2 separate regions of the Macaca mulatta genome follow, and region 1 is linked to region 2. Evidence: chromatin contacts called from public Hi-C data. All regions are on one chromosome and are shown on one strand. Each heading gives the region's core, a stretch centred on a gene start, on an enhancer-like site or on the middle of the called end of the contact. The rest is flanking DNA. Distances are from core to core; before and after follow the strand shown.

What was found. Hi-C and Micro-C count contacts between places; a contact is called where the count stands out from the background.
Region 1: a Hi-C map of cortical neurons shows a contact between it and region 2, with 5 times the contacts expected there. The contact joins the promoter of ALG14 here to the promoter of RWDD3 in region 2. A contact is called at or near these places in 2 of 14 Hi-C or Micro-C datasets (CD4 T cells and cortical neurons).

What each region holds. Positions count from the first base shown.
Region 1 is chr1:145,198,643-145,201,680 of T2T-MMU8v2.0, reverse strand. It overlaps ALG14 (ALG14 UDP-N-acetylglucosaminyltransferase subunit), which reads right to left and starts at 1,619. Exons shown (of 5, transcript XM_077952723.1): 1 at 1,461-1,619. The coding sequence starts at 1,596.
Region 2 is chr1:145,034,481-145,037,574 of T2T-MMU8v2.0, reverse strand. It overlaps RWDD3 (RWD domain containing 3), which reads left to right and starts at 1,494. Exons shown (of 4, transcript NM_001266129.1): 1 at 1,494-1,587. The coding sequence starts at 1,503. LOC106999795 (a long non-coding RNA gene) reads right to left here and starts at 1,254. Exons shown (of 4, transcript XR_001446706.3): 1 at 951-1,254.

The DNA of each region.
Region 1 (3,038 bases), core at 370-2,869, 160 kb before region 2:
GGATTACTTGAGGTCGGGAGTTCAAGACCAGCCTGGCCAACATGGTGAAACACTGTCTCTACTAAAAATACAAAAATTAGCTGAGTGTGGTGGTGCACCTGTAATCCCAGCTATTCGGGAGGCTGAGGCAGAATGGCTTGAACCTGGGAGGTGGAGTTGCAGTGAGCTGAGACTGTGCCACTGCCCTCCAGCCTGGGCAACAGTGTGAGACTCTGTATAGAAAAGAAAAAAAGCAAGATTTTAAATACCCTTTATAATCTGGACTCAGTTTACCTCCCCATATTGAACTCTACACGACAGTGTCCTCTCAACTCCGGCCATTCAAAGTGCTATTATCTTCTTTTCACATCGTCCCACCCCTCAAAACCCTGGCTCTCCCTCATCTGACTAATTCTTGGTCATCTTTCAAGTCTTGGTTTAGCATTATTTCTTCCAGGAAGCTGCCTGTTTTTTAAGACCTGATAAAGTAGTGCCCTTCCTGAAGACTGCCATAGCAATTTGTCCTTCTTACACAATCATTACAAGATTATAGCATTTACCTCATTGTGGCAAATACTCATTTTGATTTATTTTGTTAGGTTTTTTTTTTTTTTTTTTTTTTTTGTATTCTCTATTTCATTCACTGCTGTATCTTTGCATCTCTCACAGGACTTAGCACGGAGTCAGCACTCCGTAGCAAGCAATGTTAGTCAGTTTTGTTATTTCCAGAGGTTAGTTTAGTGTTTGGCTTCTCTAACAGCTCAAAACAGATTAAGTGAATAAAGTAATGTATTATACTCGAACATAAACTTAGTACATTTGCTCATACTATACATGTTCTATCTGGATGCAATCTCCTGCCATCCCCAAATGTTTACATTGTGTGTGTGTGTGTGTGTCTGTCCCTGTCATATATGTCTACTTAAAATTGTAAGCACCTACACAATTGGTGTATTTAGATTGTATTACCTGACAGGTCAGTGGGTTGCTCACACTTTGCCACCCGGTGTGTATTGCTCTATAGTCCGTAGATCATTGTTTTTATCCTCTTGGACTTTGTATATTTATAAATGTGACAATTCATTTTGCCTCATTTGTCATGTAGCATTCGTGTTTCCTAAACTAAATACGCAATACCTAGATTAATAATGCACAACAGCCATACGGGGAAACTGCATGTTAGCATCAAAAGGCTTCTACGTTCTCTCTGTTCACTAATTATTTGTTTGCAAAATATGCGCTACAGAGAGTCTTAATTACAGACAAGTGTAAATTACTTGTCATAAAAAGACCTCTGGGCCGCGTCAGCAAACTAGCCCTTACCCAGGCTAGACTGACCAGTTCCGGCAAGGCAGAGAAACTACAAATCTCTGCATGCAACACTCCAAGAAGTGCTAAGGGTACCAGGGAAGAAGGTCGCGGTGCACTCTGGGGTTTGTAGTGACCAACCCAAGTCCGACAGTCGCTTCCTCGATACTTACCGGACCCAGCTACCACCAAGATACTGAGAGACTCCCGGGGCGTAAAGTCCCTGGAACGAAGCACTACCCATATTCGCAGGATTAGGAAAGCCGCCACAGCTCCTGCAGCAGCAGCTAAAATAAGAACACACACCATGCAGAGAAATGGCGCATGCGTCCAACTTCCGGGGACCGGCCGCTGTCAAAGTTCACAACTACGGGTGCCGAAGCAACTCAAACGCGGAGGGACGCACCTCCTGGTGGGCTGGACTTGCCTGAGCCGGGAGGAGTGGCGGGTCGAGGGAGTAGCAGGGGTCCCGCTGACAATTCATTTTACCTCATTTATCATGAGCATTCGTGTTTCCTAAACTAAATACGCAATACCTAGATTAATAATGCATAACAACCATGCAGAGAAACTGCCTGTTAGCGTTAAAAGGCTTCTACGTTCTCTACGTTCACGTTTGTCGGCGGAACCCTTGCTTCTGCGCGGATTCTGGGCAGCTGCAGCCAAGCGTAAGCTGAAAATCGGAAAGTTAAGCGCTGGGAAAGCTTAATATACGCCCACGACCAGGTCAGGCCGTCTGTGTGCCCGAAAGGCCCCGAAACTCCCGAGTTAGGAGATGTTCTGGCTCTACCCACTTCGTGAATGCCACCTGAAGCTAACGAAATACATCCTTTCTTCTTTTATTTTTTTAATGCCAAGAGAAATGTTTCTGTTGCATGCACAGACATTACTGAAAGTGTTCGCCAGTAAGAACCATAGGCTTCAACATCGAATTTAGGTCCCTCATCCAAATCCCCTCTCCCTCAACACGTATGTTTTTAACTTTTCTCGGCGTTTTCACAGTCTCAGTGTGACCAGAGTAGTTGAGGGTGACCACCGCAAGGTAAGCCACAGTCCTGAGAGGACTGCAAAGCTCAGTGGCTCTAGGTAGCAGGATAGACAACGCACAGTCCTACAATTAATATTCAGTTAATTTTACCACAAAGCATTCCCGGTGTGTTTCTCATGTCCTCAGCCAAAATGATGATCTGCCAACAACCTCTTCAATCCCAATTTTGCTTATTATTATGTCTAATTAATCCACATTACAACATAAGATCAGGAGCCCCTTCATCCCAAATATAATTTGCCTTCGGTCCATCATAGACCTACCTGTAGGTTATACTGAACAGGTATACAGATGAGTAAACAGGTTCAGAAAGGTGCAACTGCTTGCCCAAGTGGAATAGTATCAGATCTAGAATCAGAAACCAGAAATCTGAGTCCTGCTGGACAGGAGTACAGCATCCTGTATTCCTTTGCTAAATTGAAACTTGCCTGATCACCACACTTACCTGGAGCCTAGAATGTGTTTTTAAAAGTGCAGACTCCCAGGGTCCATTGGGAAGCACTGAATCAGAATTTCCAGGGATAGGGCACCTGGGATTAGCTTATGTAACCAGTGTGTCCATTCCTATCAGCAGGCAAGTTTGGGAGACTTTGTGAGTAGAGTTTGTGGACCTTACAACACTTTCAAATTGTCTTCCATCAAATCTTCTTCTCTTTTTTTTTTTTTTTTTTTTTTTTTTTTTTGAGATAGTCTCGCTCTGTGG
Region 2 (3,094 bases), core at 245-2,744:
CCTGCAGTCCATCTTGTTCGGTTTCCTTTCTGTTCCGGGAAGCCAGTATCTTTTCCTTTATCAGATTCCTTTTTTACCAATAGCGGGAATGGTCATGGTGAGTGGATGCAGGGTCTTAAAATCAGCTAACTTTGTTCTGACTTCTGTAGGTCAGTGACAGGAGTCACTGCATAACGACCTAAATTCCCATATTTATCTCATGAAATGTGATTTCTCATACAAACAAAAGTTGTGAGAACTCCATGAGCAAGACCAGCTGCTTTTGGGGGCTGCCAAATTTTAAATTGTTACTGGAAAAGCAAAGACCAGGCAAACATCCGAGAGACAGACCTACTGCAGATAAGTATTGTAATCTTGTTCACTATAATCAAAACAGAATAGATTGCTTATTCTGTTAACCTATTGATATTGCTCACATTTTAAAATTTAGGTGCTGGACTCAAGAATGATAATTTCATTAAGCTTCAAGAGTCACATTGTATTGTATGCATCGAATATCACGAAATCGAAAACACTGCAAAGCTAGTGTTTACACCCTTGGGTCATACCCCAACAGCCAAGGATTCCCACTGGCCACCTGCAGCAGGGCTGTCCCCTGTGAAGGCAGGAGACAAACGAGGAGCCTTAGCACACTTTGCTCCCAGGACTTTGGCGCACACTTCCCATGAGTCCTGGTCCGTCAAGTCAACATCCCGAAGCCAGGACTGGCAGGTCCTGACCCTCCCTTTTTGCACCCGTAAGGGGAAGGGCTCGGGAATCCGGACCTTGTCTAGAGTCCCGGCGCCAGTACCAGTTCGGAGGGCATCCTGGAGGTTGTTACTAACCCGGGCCTCTTCCGGGCTTCCCAGGCACCAGGGTTGCTAACAGCTCCACGGGGGCGAAGAATTTTATTTTGTTAACTGTGGTTATCTCCAACACTCAGTTCAAACCTGAGCAGGGCAAGGTCTCACCTCGTCTCTCGGTCACTTCCCTGCTTGTTTGTTTCTTCCTAACTCCCACGTGTCCTTCGCCCAGTTCATCCCCACCTCAGCAGCCCAAGGCTGGGCGGGGACGGTCGGGGTTCGAAGCCTGCAGCTAAACTTAGAGGGTTTCAGGCTTTGCTGGGAGGCTTCCCTGTGCTCAGAAGAGCCGGGGGTAAGCTGGGCGGTCGCCTCGGGTGCAGACAGAGGCGCCGGGCCTCGACCTCCAAGAAAATCTCCAAACCGAGGGTCTGAGCTTCGCGTCTGTAGTTAATGAGCAAGAGCTTCCGGGCGGAACTTCTAAGGGTCCAGCCCGCCCAGTCTCCCCCTGCCCTCACCCCGTCTCGCCCCGCCCACGTTCGTTTCGCTCCGCCCTCGCCCCATCTCGCTCCGCCCCCGTGCTGCCCGGCTGCGGAGGTGCGGGGTGCCCCCGGGTGGCCGCAGGCAGTGCTGCTCCTGGCCAATGGAGGCGGCGGCGGCGGCGGCGACAGCTACGACAGCGACAGCGGAAGGGGAAGCGCTGAGGGGGCGAGGCCCATAGCCATGGCGGAGCTCGTGCGTGAGGAACTCTCGGCCCTGGCCGCGATTTTCTGCGGGCCCCACGAGTGGGAGGTGCTGAGCCGCTCAGGTGACTACCCCCGCGCGGGAGGGACAGGGCGCCCTCAGGGGCCACCCGCGTTCTCTCTGCGGCTCCTCCCCACCACTGAGCCTGGGCACCCCGCCTGGGCCCACGTATGGGGACCGGGTTAGTTGAATGATGGAGTGACACGTCCTGGAGGCCGGAGTGGTGTCGCAGCGGGCGGGAGTTTGAGGCGACCCCAGAGACACTAAGAGAGCGGTGCGGCCCACTGGGGCCTCTGCCGCCGGTCCTGCTCCCGGAGCCGCGGGCCCCTGCGGTCGGCGTCCCCAGGCCCTTCCCCAGCCTCCCACCATTCAGATCTCACCCTGTAAAGAAGCCTGTGCTGAGGCCCCCTCGTTGTTCTGTGTCATTCCTAAGCACTATGCCCTAGGCCCACGAGAGCACTCCCCGGTTTTAACTTTACACGGGTATTTGTACATCTTAAGTTGCAGGAGGGCAGGGTCTGTTTGGTAATAACTCCAGGCACCTAGAATGGTGCTGGCCAGGCACATGGTAGGTAGTTGGTAAATGTTTGTTGACTGAACTTTTTAATTTATCCAGTGCTCAACCTCAACTTTATCTGCATTCTATTTCCAAGTTGTTTGCTTTTCTGATACTTTTTTTTTTTTAGGTGGAGTCTCGCTCTGTTGCCCTGGCTAGAGTGCAGTGGCTCCATCTCGTCTCACTACAGCCTCCGCCTCCCGAGTAGCTGGGATCACAGGCGTGTGCCACCATGCCTGGCTAATTTATATATATAAGATACTTTTAAAAATAATTTATATATATATATACTTTTTTTTTTAGGTGGAGTCTCGCTCTGTCCCCCAGGCTGGGGTGCAGTGACGCGATCTCGGCTCACTGCAAGCTCCGCCTCCCGGGTTCACGCCATTCTCCCTGCCTCAGCCTCCGGAGTAGCTGGGACTACAGAGTAGCTGGGACTACAGGCGCCCGCCACCACGCCCGGCTAATTTTTTTATTTTTAGTAGAGACGGGGTTTCACCGTGTTAACCAGGATGGTCTGGGTCTCCTGACCTCGTGATCCACCCGCCTCGGCCTCCCAGAGTACTGGGATTACAGGCGTGAGCCACCCGCGCCTGGTCTTCCGATACTTTTTTTTTTAAACAAGCTCTTGAGAGCTTTATTAGTTAGTTAGCCCACATTTATTGAATCCCTGCTGCCTGCAGACTTTGTCAGGGTTTCAAAGACACCGCTACCCATGGCCTCTAGGAGCTTACAGTGTAGAGAGGTTCTTTTCACTATTTTTTGATGATAGGTGAAACTTACTGTCCCTGTATGTGGCTTCTATTGAGTAAAAAAAAAAAAAAAAGCCATTTATGAGAAAGTGCAGTGACTCAGTTTTCACTTAGCTTTCAGATACATTATGTACATGTTTGGGGCATGAGAGTTATCGTTCTAATGTTATATTGTAGCTACTATTAAAATTGACTTTCTGACCATAAATTGCTTAGCCTTTAAGAAGGTTACCTTTAAGAAGGTAGTCTAGGCCGGGCACGGT